2 separate regions of the Rattus norvegicus genome follow, and region 2 is linked to region 1. A link is a contact called in public Hi-C data. All regions are on one chromosome and are shown on one strand. The core of a region is the stretch at or near the end of the contact, and the rest is flanking DNA. Distances in the headings are between cores, read along the strand shown.

Evidence for each region. Hi-C and Micro-C count contacts between places; a contact is called where the count stands out from the background.
Region 2: a contact with region 1 is called in a Hi-C map of liver, with 2.6 times the contacts expected there. The contact joins two enhancer-like sites. A contact is called at or near these places in 3 of 12 Hi-C or Micro-C datasets (kidney and liver).

The regions. Positions count from the first base shown.
Region 1 is chr17:61,233,684-61,239,517 of GRCr8, reverse strand. No RefSeq gene overlaps it. Among named protein-coding and RNA genes, the nearest start is that of Wac, 620 kb to the right of the region's middle. Within about 2 kb of position 2,662, at least 4 of the 93 cell types and tissues checked have an H3K27ac peak or open chromatin away from gene starts, as enhancers often do. A contact at or near this core is called in liver, where this site is marked.
Region 2 is chr17:61,512,352-61,518,185 of GRCr8, reverse strand. No RefSeq gene overlaps it. Among named protein-coding and RNA genes, the nearest start is that of Trnaa-agc37, 380 kb to the left of the region's middle. Within about 2 kb of position 2,300, at least 1 of the 93 cell types and tissues checked has an H3K27ac peak or open chromatin away from gene starts, as enhancers often do. A contact at or near this core is called in liver, where this site is marked.

The DNA of each region.
Region 1 (5,834 bases), core at 1,413-3,912:
TAAGAATACTCAGACATCTGTGTATTTAGCTGATAAGGAAAATGATAAGACAACAGAAAACACAGTTGGATGTGATTAGAAAAGCAAATGTTTGTGTAATTCCTTCTGATGCGCATATTGGCTATGAGGAATGATTTTCCAGATACTTTCTGTCAAGACAAGTGTCCTTTCCCTGTGTTCTGGAAATGCTCCATCCAAGGTTTGCAGCTAGTACTGGTGAGATGGCTCAGTGGTAACAATATGTAGCATATTACCACTTTTATTACCTTTAATTTTTTTTCTATTAGAACTGCCGTTTGAACAAATAGGCTTTGAAAGGCTAGAGAGTACATCCAGGCGAGAATGACAGGTTTGAGGGCTCGTTTCCAGCTAGAGACTACTTATACAGCACGGGTTGCTATTCTGTCCAGAGAACCTTGGTGAAAGAGTCAAGGAGGTTTTGTTTGTTTGCTTGTTTCTGTTTTTGTTTTTTGTTTTATTTTGTTTTGCTTTCGCAGTCTTAAACATTTTTATGTATAATTGGCCTAAGTTCTCAGCTAATGCCTGATGGGTAAAAATGAATTGCTGGTTCCTTTATGAAAATGGTGGAGCCTCTGAAAGAAAAGAAATGTTGTGAAGCTCTAGGGTCAGATAGATATTGCCTGAGATAGGGGTTCCTGGAGAACCGAACACTGCAGCTAACTTGGTAACCACCATCAACTAGGAATAACTCCAAATACCTCTGGAAACAAGTCAAGGAGGAAATATAGTGAGTGATGCTTTCCAACAGGATTTCGTTTGAATCAAGGGAGGAGAAGGAATTGTCATTCTAAAATGTGTGCTCCTGCTTCACCAGCCTGTGCCTTCTGCGTAGTAACTGCTCAGTCAATATTGGGGGCTTTCCTGATTAACCTAATTCCTTGGGTTTAAAGATCACTGCTTTAATGTAGCATACTGTCAGTCTATGGGAATCTAGTTGCTGAAGGCAAGAACCTTGCCCTCTATTATACAAAAAGCCATTGTTAGATATGCCTGTGAACTTCTGACTTCCAGCTCCTTGGCTGAATCCACTAATCCAGAATTGTTTCCTTTCTACTATTTCACAAAAGAACTCATATGCAGTAAGTGGCTGATGTGGATGGCAGCATGAATTAAGCAGAGTGTCCACTGGAAGCGTCACGTGGCTCGCCCTTGAGAACGGAGAACCAGATGCGGGATCACGGGATCACTCCAGGGCAGCCCGCACTAACACTTGGCCATTCATGCATGCTGTCACTGGTCCCACAACCTGTACATTTTCATTGCTCTTCTGCAGGCAGCATAAACAGGCTTCTGTTTCACTGGTCAGTTCCCAGGAAAAAATAGCATATTGTTCATAATGCAATGTTTGTTCCAGTAAATGTTTAGAGTCCTTCTCTTTCTCCCACCCTGTTGCTTTCTTGCGTGCCAGTGACTCACAGTAAGAATGTCTTACTATCAAGTCATCCTGTGAATCTTGGTTGAACACCAAGATTTAAGTGCAATGAAAATAAAATAGTTAAGTCTTTTGGATTGTATAACCCAATCATTTTACAACAAAATAAGAAAAATCTTAGGAATATAATTTAATCCTTTGTTAGAGAAATAGGAAATGCATTTTACATTTTAACAGCTTTAAATCAATATTTCTGGTTTTGCAAAATCTTCAAGTCTTATAAATTAATGTTGAATTATAATACATTCTTTTCATCTTTATTGAAAGATTCAGGATGGAGGGGTTCAAGAGGGACCCAGAGATAGATTGACACTTATATTCATTTTTTACTACATTCATTTTGAATTGCAAAATTCAATATATGCTAGAATATTTAGCACTTTCAAGAACTGCAGTTGTTAAGATCAATTTCATTCTCTTATCAGTATGACATTTGATTATTTCTCTGGAGATTGACTTATTGGTTACTCATTATGGCTAACCTTCCATAAGAGGCATACAAGTTCAAGGTCCATGCTGTTGAACTCAAAAGGGTATATCTGTCATTCTTACTTCTAAAACTAGGTAGAAAATTCCCATTTCTTCCCAATCTTTGTTCACAATCAACTGCATGCTGTGTTGTATTCTTACCCAGTAGTTTTGAGAAGGGTCCTTTTATATAACACACACACACACACACACACACACACACACACAGAGTAATATATATATATATACATATATATATTAATTTAAAACAACAGTAAAATACAAAAGGCAAACACTAAAATAAAGTTGTTTTCACTTTTTCTATAGTTTGTGATAAGAGTTTTAGTTACTCTGTAGTCATTAATAATATTCATAGAACATGTTTAAAATAAACTGGATACATGGTCATTAAACCAACCTGTAGATATATGAGACTACTTTGAATTCTCTTTGCAATTCCTTGTACCTTAGTAGTCTAAGTCTGAGGTTGATTCTGAATCATTAACGATATGTTTCCCTAAAAGGTATTAATTTGGAAAACTTCTTGTAAGCTGGGAGATGGTTTGGTGGGTTAAAAGCTCACTAAATGTATGATAAGTGTATGGAGTTCAAATCTTCAGATGACACATGATAATGGGCATGGCTGCATGTGTCTGCAATCCCAGTGCTCCTAAAATGAGAGTCACAGACAGGAGAATTCCCAGAAGCTTGTGGACTGGTTAGCCTGATGTGTGCAACAGCCACCACCCACAGGGCAAAAAAATTGATTCTGTCAGAGTGGAAAGTGAATGTCGACACCCAAGGTTTCCTTCTTATCTACACAAATTCCATGGCGTCTGCTTGCCTGCCCTTTCACACACATCAACACACACACACACACACACACACACACACACACACACACACACACACGGAAAGAAAACTCATTTGATTCAAAATACAGAATGATGGTGGCCATGGCTGGAAACAAAGGGACCATGAAGAGTTTCTTATAGTGACCTAGGCCATCAGTGACTGAAAAAAGGAAGTGACCAATTGCTTGGCAATAAAGGAATTCATTTTTATTTAGAAGTCACAATACACACAAAAAATATTTATTATAGACCTAAAACTTCAAAAAGAAACTGTAACAATAAAGGGCTCCAGAAAAGAAAACATTGTGAATCCTCATTTAAGATCATGTGATGCCAGTGTAGGCAATGAAAAAAAAAGTCAGACAGAGACAGGTACGAGTGGCAGAACATTTCTCTGAAGAGTGATGAAAATTAATGAAAATTAATTACAGTAATGGGCACATAGTTTTGTAAATAAACTAAAATCATTGATTACCGTATTTTTTTTTTTTTTTTTGCTGTTGTTTGTTTTGTTTTGTTTTGGCTTGGGTATTTGATTTTTCTTTTTTTTCTTTTTTTTTATTATTAACTTGAGTATTTCTTATTTACATTTTGAGTGTTATTCCCTTTCCTGGTTTCCGGGCAAACATCCCCCTAATCCCTCCCCATCCCCTTCTTTATAAGTGTTCCCCTCCCCATCCTCCCCCCATTGCCTCCCTCCCCCCAACAATCTAGTTCACTGGGTGATTACCGTAGTTTTATTTAGTTATTTCACTTATTTCTGTATTTATTAGAAACAGAGCGATGCTTTGTAACCAGACTGACCTTCAACTCACTATTTAGTACAGACTGGTCTGGAACGGGTGATTCCTTTGCCTCAACTAACCAAGTGCTGGGGTTCCAGGTGCCCTCCCCATGCTTGACTATGAATTGAACACTTTAAATTGGTAAGTTAAAATAGTCTTCTGTGGACCAGCAGTGTCAACCTTCTGTATTACCAGCAATGTAACCCAGACCCACAAGATCTCTCAGACATTGAATCCCCAACTAGGCAGCATATACAAGCTGGTTCAAGGCCTCTCAACACCTATATAGCAGAGGACTGCCTGGTCTGTTCTCAGTGGGTCTTAGTACCTTGAGAGACTTGAGGCCCCAAGGAGTGGGGAGGCATGGGGTGGGGCATCCTCTTGGAGACTGAGGAAAGGGTAGAGAACCTTTTGGCTTGGCTTACTTCTAGACACTTGGCAGGAATTTGGCCAGGACAAAAGAAGTAAGCTCCAGGCAGGAATCTGACTTTGGACCAGGACTCAGGAAATAGGCCCAGATTAAGAATGTTTACATTTGAGTTAATGCAAAGCTCAGAGCAGGCTCAGTGGAGGCATGTGTGGCAGTTCTTTTGTCTTGGTCATCCTGAGAAAGGTGTTTATAGGATTTTGTTTATTGCCTTGCTTGTTCCTTGATCCAGGACTGGTATTTTTTTGCATGTACTTAAAGTGTTTTAAAAGCAGACCAGAAAATAATAAACCCACTTCAGCCTCAGATCTGGCTGGGATCATGCTATAGTATTGTCTAACAGTCTTTTTCTTTTTAATCCTCACTCCTGCTGTGGAGAACCTGTTGACTGACTGAACTGCCTTGGTCAGGAGAGGAGGAATGGACTGAGGAACTGTGGGAGGGTAGACCAGGAGGTGGGCAATGACTGGACTGTAATAAATAAACAAACAAACAAATAAGACAAAATAACTTCTGTTTTAAAAACAGTTTTAGAGGCAAATTGATAAGTCTTGATGCTTATTTCAATAACAATAAGGAGAGAGAAGAAGAGAGAGAAGAAAACTCACTAGTTGGTAGATCTATGAGGAAGAACACAGAAAAGGGAACAATTTCACTGAGGATGACAGGCTCAGTCTGAGATATGGGAAATTGGAGTAGAGGCACAGGAATGCACGGGGCTGGGAGTTGTGGTATGAGAGTAATTACAGTTCCCTGGGCAGGTATGGCATGACAATAGTATTTGGATTTTCTGCAGAGAAAGGAGAATTGGCCTAAGGCAATGGTTTCTGCAGCCTTCACATTACCCGAACCAATTTGACATTCCTATACCCCACCCCCAGAAAAAAACAGGTGCAATGATTAGTTTTAATTGTCAACTGATACAATCTGGAATCCTTTTGGAAGGGTATCTTGATGACAATTGTCTAGGTAAAGTTGAAGAGTGGGCCATTTATCTTGATTAATGAGATCTCACTTTGGGTGGTGTCATTCCCTAGGTAAGGGACCCTGGGTTGTATAAGAGAGAAATTGGGCTGCACACTAATACATGTGCCTTAAGTCATTGCTCTCTGCTCTTTAATGTGGATGTAATGTGACTAGTTGTTGCAAGTTCCTGCTTTCTTAACATCCCTGTGATGATGAACGGAGACTTGTGAAAGAGAAAAAAAAAGTCCTTTTGCCTTTATACTGCTGGGCATTTTTTTCCCTGAGATTCATTTTCTGTTGTGTTATTAATACAATACCCTTCAACAACAAAAAAAGATTACTAATAGACATAAAGACACTAAAGACTTTATAATAGGAAACAAAAGCTTGATTTTTTTCTTTCCTTAATAGTAACTGTTACTTAGAAATAAAAAGTTTAACACAAGCGATTGTAGAAATCGCTCAAAGTCTAAGAGCGCTTGCTACTCTTTCAAATGACCTTAGTCTGGTTCCCACTATACATACTGGGCTGTTACAACTGCCTATAAGAGTGTCAGGGTATGTAATAACCTTTTCATACTCAATGGACACCTGTACACACCTGGTATGTGCTCACAGAAACATGCATATACACATAGATAAAACACACAGCTGGGCATGGTGATCTTGCCCTCAGAATACACAGGTAGGCTGATCTCTGTGGATTCCAGGCAATCCTAGTCTACACAACAAGTTTCAGGCGAGACAGAGCTACACAGCAAGAACCAATAACTAAATATCTTAAAAAAATAAAATTTAACATATATATCACTACGATTTAAAATCTAATTTTATTAAAATCCTAAACAAATTAGTCCTCATATATGTAAACATGTATGCTT
Region 2 (5,834 bases), core at 1,051-3,550, 280 kb before region 1:
TAGGTAGTCAGTTGTCTCTACAACTTACTTGTCTCTGTTCTGGAAGCTGTGCTAGACTTTCTATATTTTTAGACAGTATTCTTCCTTCTCAGATTTCTGACAGGATTGAAGACTAATTATATACTCTCATAGCCGACACACACTATTTAATATTGAGAAAACATACTTAATTGGATAGTTTTCAGACAGTATACAAGCTAACCAAGACATCACTATAGATTTTAAGCCTTTCTTAAGATAAATAACAGAGTATTCTATTTAATTGACAAAAATGAAGGACTGGGTGTGAGGTATAGCTTATACTTTCTAAATTACAGAATGGTAATCCTTGTGCTCAGCTTACATGTGAGAGAAAAGTTCTCTTTTAAAATTAGACAGAAAGGGTGAAATGTGTATTGATGTCTATATGCAGGTGAGAGTAGACACGAGATAAGGTAAGGCCTGTGATTGGGCAGTGAAAAAGAAAGGCGGGGGCAGAGTTTTTGAAAAACAGGAGAGAGAAGGGAAGGAGAATAAAAAAGATGGAGGAGAAGGACCCACCCCCATGTGACTGTAATTAGCCACAGGGAGCTCTGGATATCTTAAGGGGTGGATGATTACAGGACTATTTGTCTTATTTAGGTGGGCGGTTTCTATCAATGTCAATTGGCTCTGAGTTTATCGTGTGGATGTTTTGTGGGGTGAGAATTTACTGATATACATCAGATTGATAAATTACAAGCCTCTAGAGTTTTGATTTTACCAGGTTGCTGGGAATGTGAACAGAGTCCGCAGCGAGAGAGCCCCGAGATAGGTGGTCTCTATATGGGACTGGCGTGGCAGCGGCCCGCCATGGGAAGTAGATGAATGTCTGCTGATGGGGCTAGCCATGGAGGCAGAGAGACCGCAGGGGACAGAGAGTAGCAGGAGGTAGTGTGGCATGGTGCCTGGTTCTCTGCATTATTCACCACAAAAATCCACAGACAAGAAAATGTCAGAATGTGTGAGGTAAAAAATCTGATGGGACTGCAAAGAAACAGAAAAATCCCAGAACTTTTCACAGCTGGGCCTCCTTGTCACAGCTGGTTCTACAGGAACAGAGACTAAAGTGCTATCCAGCAGCCCCTCCTTTCTCAGCCATCCCCTGACTGTATCTTTAAGTCTCAAAAGGACTTTGGACAAACTCCATGAGAAAGTTTAGATCATGGAGAAAGAAACTACCTCTCCCAAGTGGGAAACCATTTCTTTAAAGAACTGTAAGAGTGCATTTGAGCATCCTCGGAATTACAGCAGCTCATCCAGTATGTGCCTCTCTGAAATGCAATAATAGTGGCTTCTTTCTCCTCTGTGGGTGTATCAGGCCACAGACATTATGAATAGGAACAACACAAAGTCCATAAGTCTTGAAGAAAAGTGTTCTTACTCTCTGAGTAAGAGAAAGACTCACAGGGAAAATAGGGAAGAGAAATGAGGACATGGGTAAATAAATGTTATGAAACTTGTTGGGGGAAAAAACAAAGCTGGTTAATTTTTAATAAAGGCAAGCTGGATAAATAATGTTAGCCAAGAGGGTTAGCGGGAGGTGGGTGGATTTTTGTAAATATAAAAGGAAAAAATATGTACTCTGAAGGAATGCGAGCACTGCTTAGCAATTTAGAGAGCTTTCATCTTCAAAGAGCCTTACATGTTGACTAATTAATCCTTCCAACACCCTTGTGACGTAGACATGACAAACAAGGACAGAAGCCAGTCTAAAATGACTAATCTTCCAAACTCACTGGCTGAGGGAAGAATTGTGAAAGTGTGCCCATCACTGATGAGGAAGAACACATGTAAAAAACGACAGGAATTTAAAAGATGTCCCTTCTGTGTGCATTGGCACATTCTGGTTTCTTATAGCAGAGAAGTGTGTGCAGGCTTTCAAATAATTTACAAAGCTATGGATCCAATCGTATCGCTGTAAGGGAAGAGTCTGTCTCTGTTTGAGCTCAGTTAATGCTACACTAATGTGAACTACTCAAACAACCCGTGCTTGAACTCTGGCTGTTAACAAAGGCACAGAGTTGCTTTTTCATGATGTTTAAGCATTGACTGTCCACAGAAAGCACAGACTGTGACATTTCAGTAGGATAAAAGGAATAACACTTGTTGGGGGTTTATGCTAATTCTGCATCACATGACTTGTATATTCTTTTAGTCATTCAATCACCCAGGCAAGTATGCAAGATCCAATTAAATGAGTGGTCCTAGTCAGCAGGCACGGATTTCGGAAACTTCACACTGAGACTAGGAATGCCATCAACACACCATGAACTTCTTCAACCCCACCCCATGTTCTCTGCCCAGGCAGAGAGCATCTCCTGTTTGCCTGACATAGTGCTGGTGTGTAAAACTAAAGCTATCGAGAAGGCACCTAAAGAGAATCAGCAGGCCTGAGACAGCAGGCCTGTATCCCTTAAACTGAAGGCAGAAACAGTTTCCACACCCTTTCTGGTGGATAAAGAAAAGAAAAAACAAAGCCCATACGTGAGCTCCCAGGTTGGTGCCTCTAACAGCCTTGTGCCAACTCTAACCAAAGCAGCCTGTTTAATCCACCAAAATAATTTACTGCAGGTTAACAGAGGTTTTCTTGTAGGAAATGGATCTTAAGATACCTATTCTATACAATTCCTGAACTACAAATGTGGATAATGCTGTAGGGAAGCATCTACCAATGAATTGCTACATTGAAAGATAAAAACAGATGGCTGAGAGATTAGAGATATGGCCCAGCAGTGAACAATATTCAATGCTCTTTCAGATAAGCTGAGTTCAATTCCCAGCATCCACGAATGGGCTCACAACCACTGTCACTATAACTCTAACACATTTGATCTCTGTCGATACCTGTTTTCAGGTGCACAGTACCCACATATAGACACAAATACATATGTATAATTAAAATAAAAATAAACTATTTGAAAAAAGGATGGTTGATACATAATTATGAAACTTGCTTACTTTTTAAAAGGATTTTAAAAATTAGCAAATATTAATCTGTAAGTTTCATTCAGTTCCAACCTTTTGATTGAAACAAAACATCAGAAGGAGATTTTATTCTAGCTTCATCTGCTCCATCTGCAAACCTTCCCCACCCAGCCCTTAGTGCAAAAGTTTCTGCCATACTCTGTCTTAATTCTTGGAGATATGTGTGTAGCTGTCTGTTTAAAGACTTCAGTCCCCTTCCTAAGTGTCAGTCTGTGAATCACTGACACGTGCCCATTAGGATCCAATCATGATATTGAAATATCTTCTTCACAACTTGTAGAAGAAACTCTACAAGTAAAGAACTCATGGCCATTTTGCAAGAATAACAGTAAGGCCCGGCTGTTGGCACTCTGAGGTGACAGAAGCCCAGAGATCCCTTTCTGCTTTCATGGGAACAGCCCTTGCCAGGTCAATCAGCTCTTGCTGATGACTGCAGCAAGCTTCTGGGATTACACACTTGCTACTACAGGTGCAAGTCTTCCTCTCTTAACCTCTTGTGCTCAAAGTGAGCACATTTAGCCACACTGCATTGCTTCTAAAATGGAGCAGGACTGAGACTCAATAAAAGATTAGATACTTCCTTATAGGGTTATAGTGTTCCGGAGAAAATGGTGGTCATGAAAAGTGCTGTGGTCAGATTTCCCACCTGGCTCAGCTCTGCATTGGCCCTATCATATTAATTCTATGTAACTTTTTGTCTTTCCATTCTCTTTCTTACTTTTCCCCAATTCCCCCACAATACCATTCATTCTGCCATTCAGCTGACAACCCCTTGTTGAGCGTTGCTGCTGTTGGCATCACAGTGACTCTGTAGACATAATAGGAAGCCCCAGACCACTGACTTCCTGGCACCTGCAGGTGTCAGTAACCAGGGAGGCTGAGCCCAGAGCATCTCAACTTAAAGACATCTGCTTCCAACATCAAGGTATACAACAAGTGCACAGAGGAGGGTGTAACCAGAACCCAGTCGTTGTGCATCTGCAATGCAATCTAAAAATGAAGAAAAGCACAAATCACTGATTTGAACCACGCAATCACATATCTATTATCTTCCAGTTCATCCTGTATTTATCGTCTTTCCTGGCCTCATTTTCTTTCTGCTTGAAGAACAATTGAACCTCTTTTTGTTCTTGCCAGTGAACAACAGATTTCCCCAATGTGGGCACATGTGCAGATAGCTGTGTTCATGTCTCCCTAGGAGTCTTTTTCTCCAGAATGTGGGGCTCTAGTTTTACTTTCTTTATCCTTTAGTGATTCTCAACTACGCTGATTGCTTTTGGAAGCATTTTCTTATGGAGGTGTGAGACAGGGAGGTGCCAGCTTGATGCTGGTATGAAGACTATGTTTTCTTTGAGTGTCTTTTCATTTTTTTGTTTGTTTGTTTGTTCCTGGTCCTTAGCAGATTGTGTTGATCTGACAAATTGTGATCCTGTTTTACCATCATCTTTGTGAGCCTAAAGTTTTCTACAGATCTCTATCTTGACATAATTTTTTGAATCAATTTTGAGAAAACAATTATAACTGCATTTTTTTTCTCTGCTTCATTCCCTCCTCAATTCTGATACTACATAAAGGTAGTTGTATATGTAGCATAAATTCTACACTCATATATGTCATGGAGAGAAGGCCCAACACACATGTAATTAAATGTATAGAAAAGTGGATTGTGAACAGATGATGCACATCTTTTCATTTACATATTTATTTTGTGTGTATGTGTGTCTGTGTAGGTAGAGGTATATACATGTATGTGGAGGGCCGAGGGCAACTCTTGGTATTGTTTCTCAGAAGTTATTCACCTTGTTTTCTGAGACAGGATCTCCCTTTTGCTTAGAGCTTGCTAAGTGGTCCTGGTTGGATGGGCAGCGAGCCCCAGAAATCTGTTTCTGTTCCTTCACCAGGATCATACCTCACATTTTTTTGAATGTATGTCCTAGGTATAAACCCATACTGCTGTACATGTAAAACAAACACTTTGTGTCAACAGGCTTATCTCTCTTGTGCATCTTTTGTTTTATTATTTCTCCTGTCTGTTGATGTCAGTGATGCTGTTGACAGTAGCTTATTTCTCTGACCAGCTCATAGACTTTTCTTTTCCGGTATCAACCTACTGTAAGCACAGGAAAGTCTAAGTTTTAGCCTATTACACTTTAACTCCAGAATTTTTATTTTATTTTTTTATTTTAACAATATAATTTCTATAATTGTGCTTTATTTTGTAATGTGAGTTTTATAAAATCGTGATTCTATTATTTAAATTTATTATAGCTTCAATAATTTGGTTAAATAAGTTGTTTCTAATGTTTCTTCATCTTGGTGTTTTTGTATGATCAGGAACTTGGTATCCAATGACAGACATTGTGTGGGCTATGTATGACATCATGTTTTAGAGGATGAACCCTGGCAGGTACTAGACATAGAGTCATATAGCATAACGTTCATGTGATTGGGAACTGTAGTTCAATGTGAAGTGGAACATTTGTCAAAATGTCTATCTTCGATTGCCTCAGACTTCTAGGGGAAAGACTACTCAGATTCTTGCAGAGATCTGGAGATGATTGCTAGGATCCCTCTCCATAAATGTCCTTGGACTATAATTTCTGACTCTTCAGCATAGGGAGTTTAAATGGTGGAAACATGGTAATTTTCTAAGTGGTTTTATTGTTCTCCCTTGGAAGTGTTAAGGTTGGACTATCTATGGAGATTCAGAGAGTCCTGTGAGTAGGTAAATGTTACAGCCCAGCCTGAGCTGGTGAGGCAAGATGCAAGGTTGGCTGCAGGAATGCATATAAGAAAAGACAGATGCAGTCACCCTTTTGAAAGTGTGG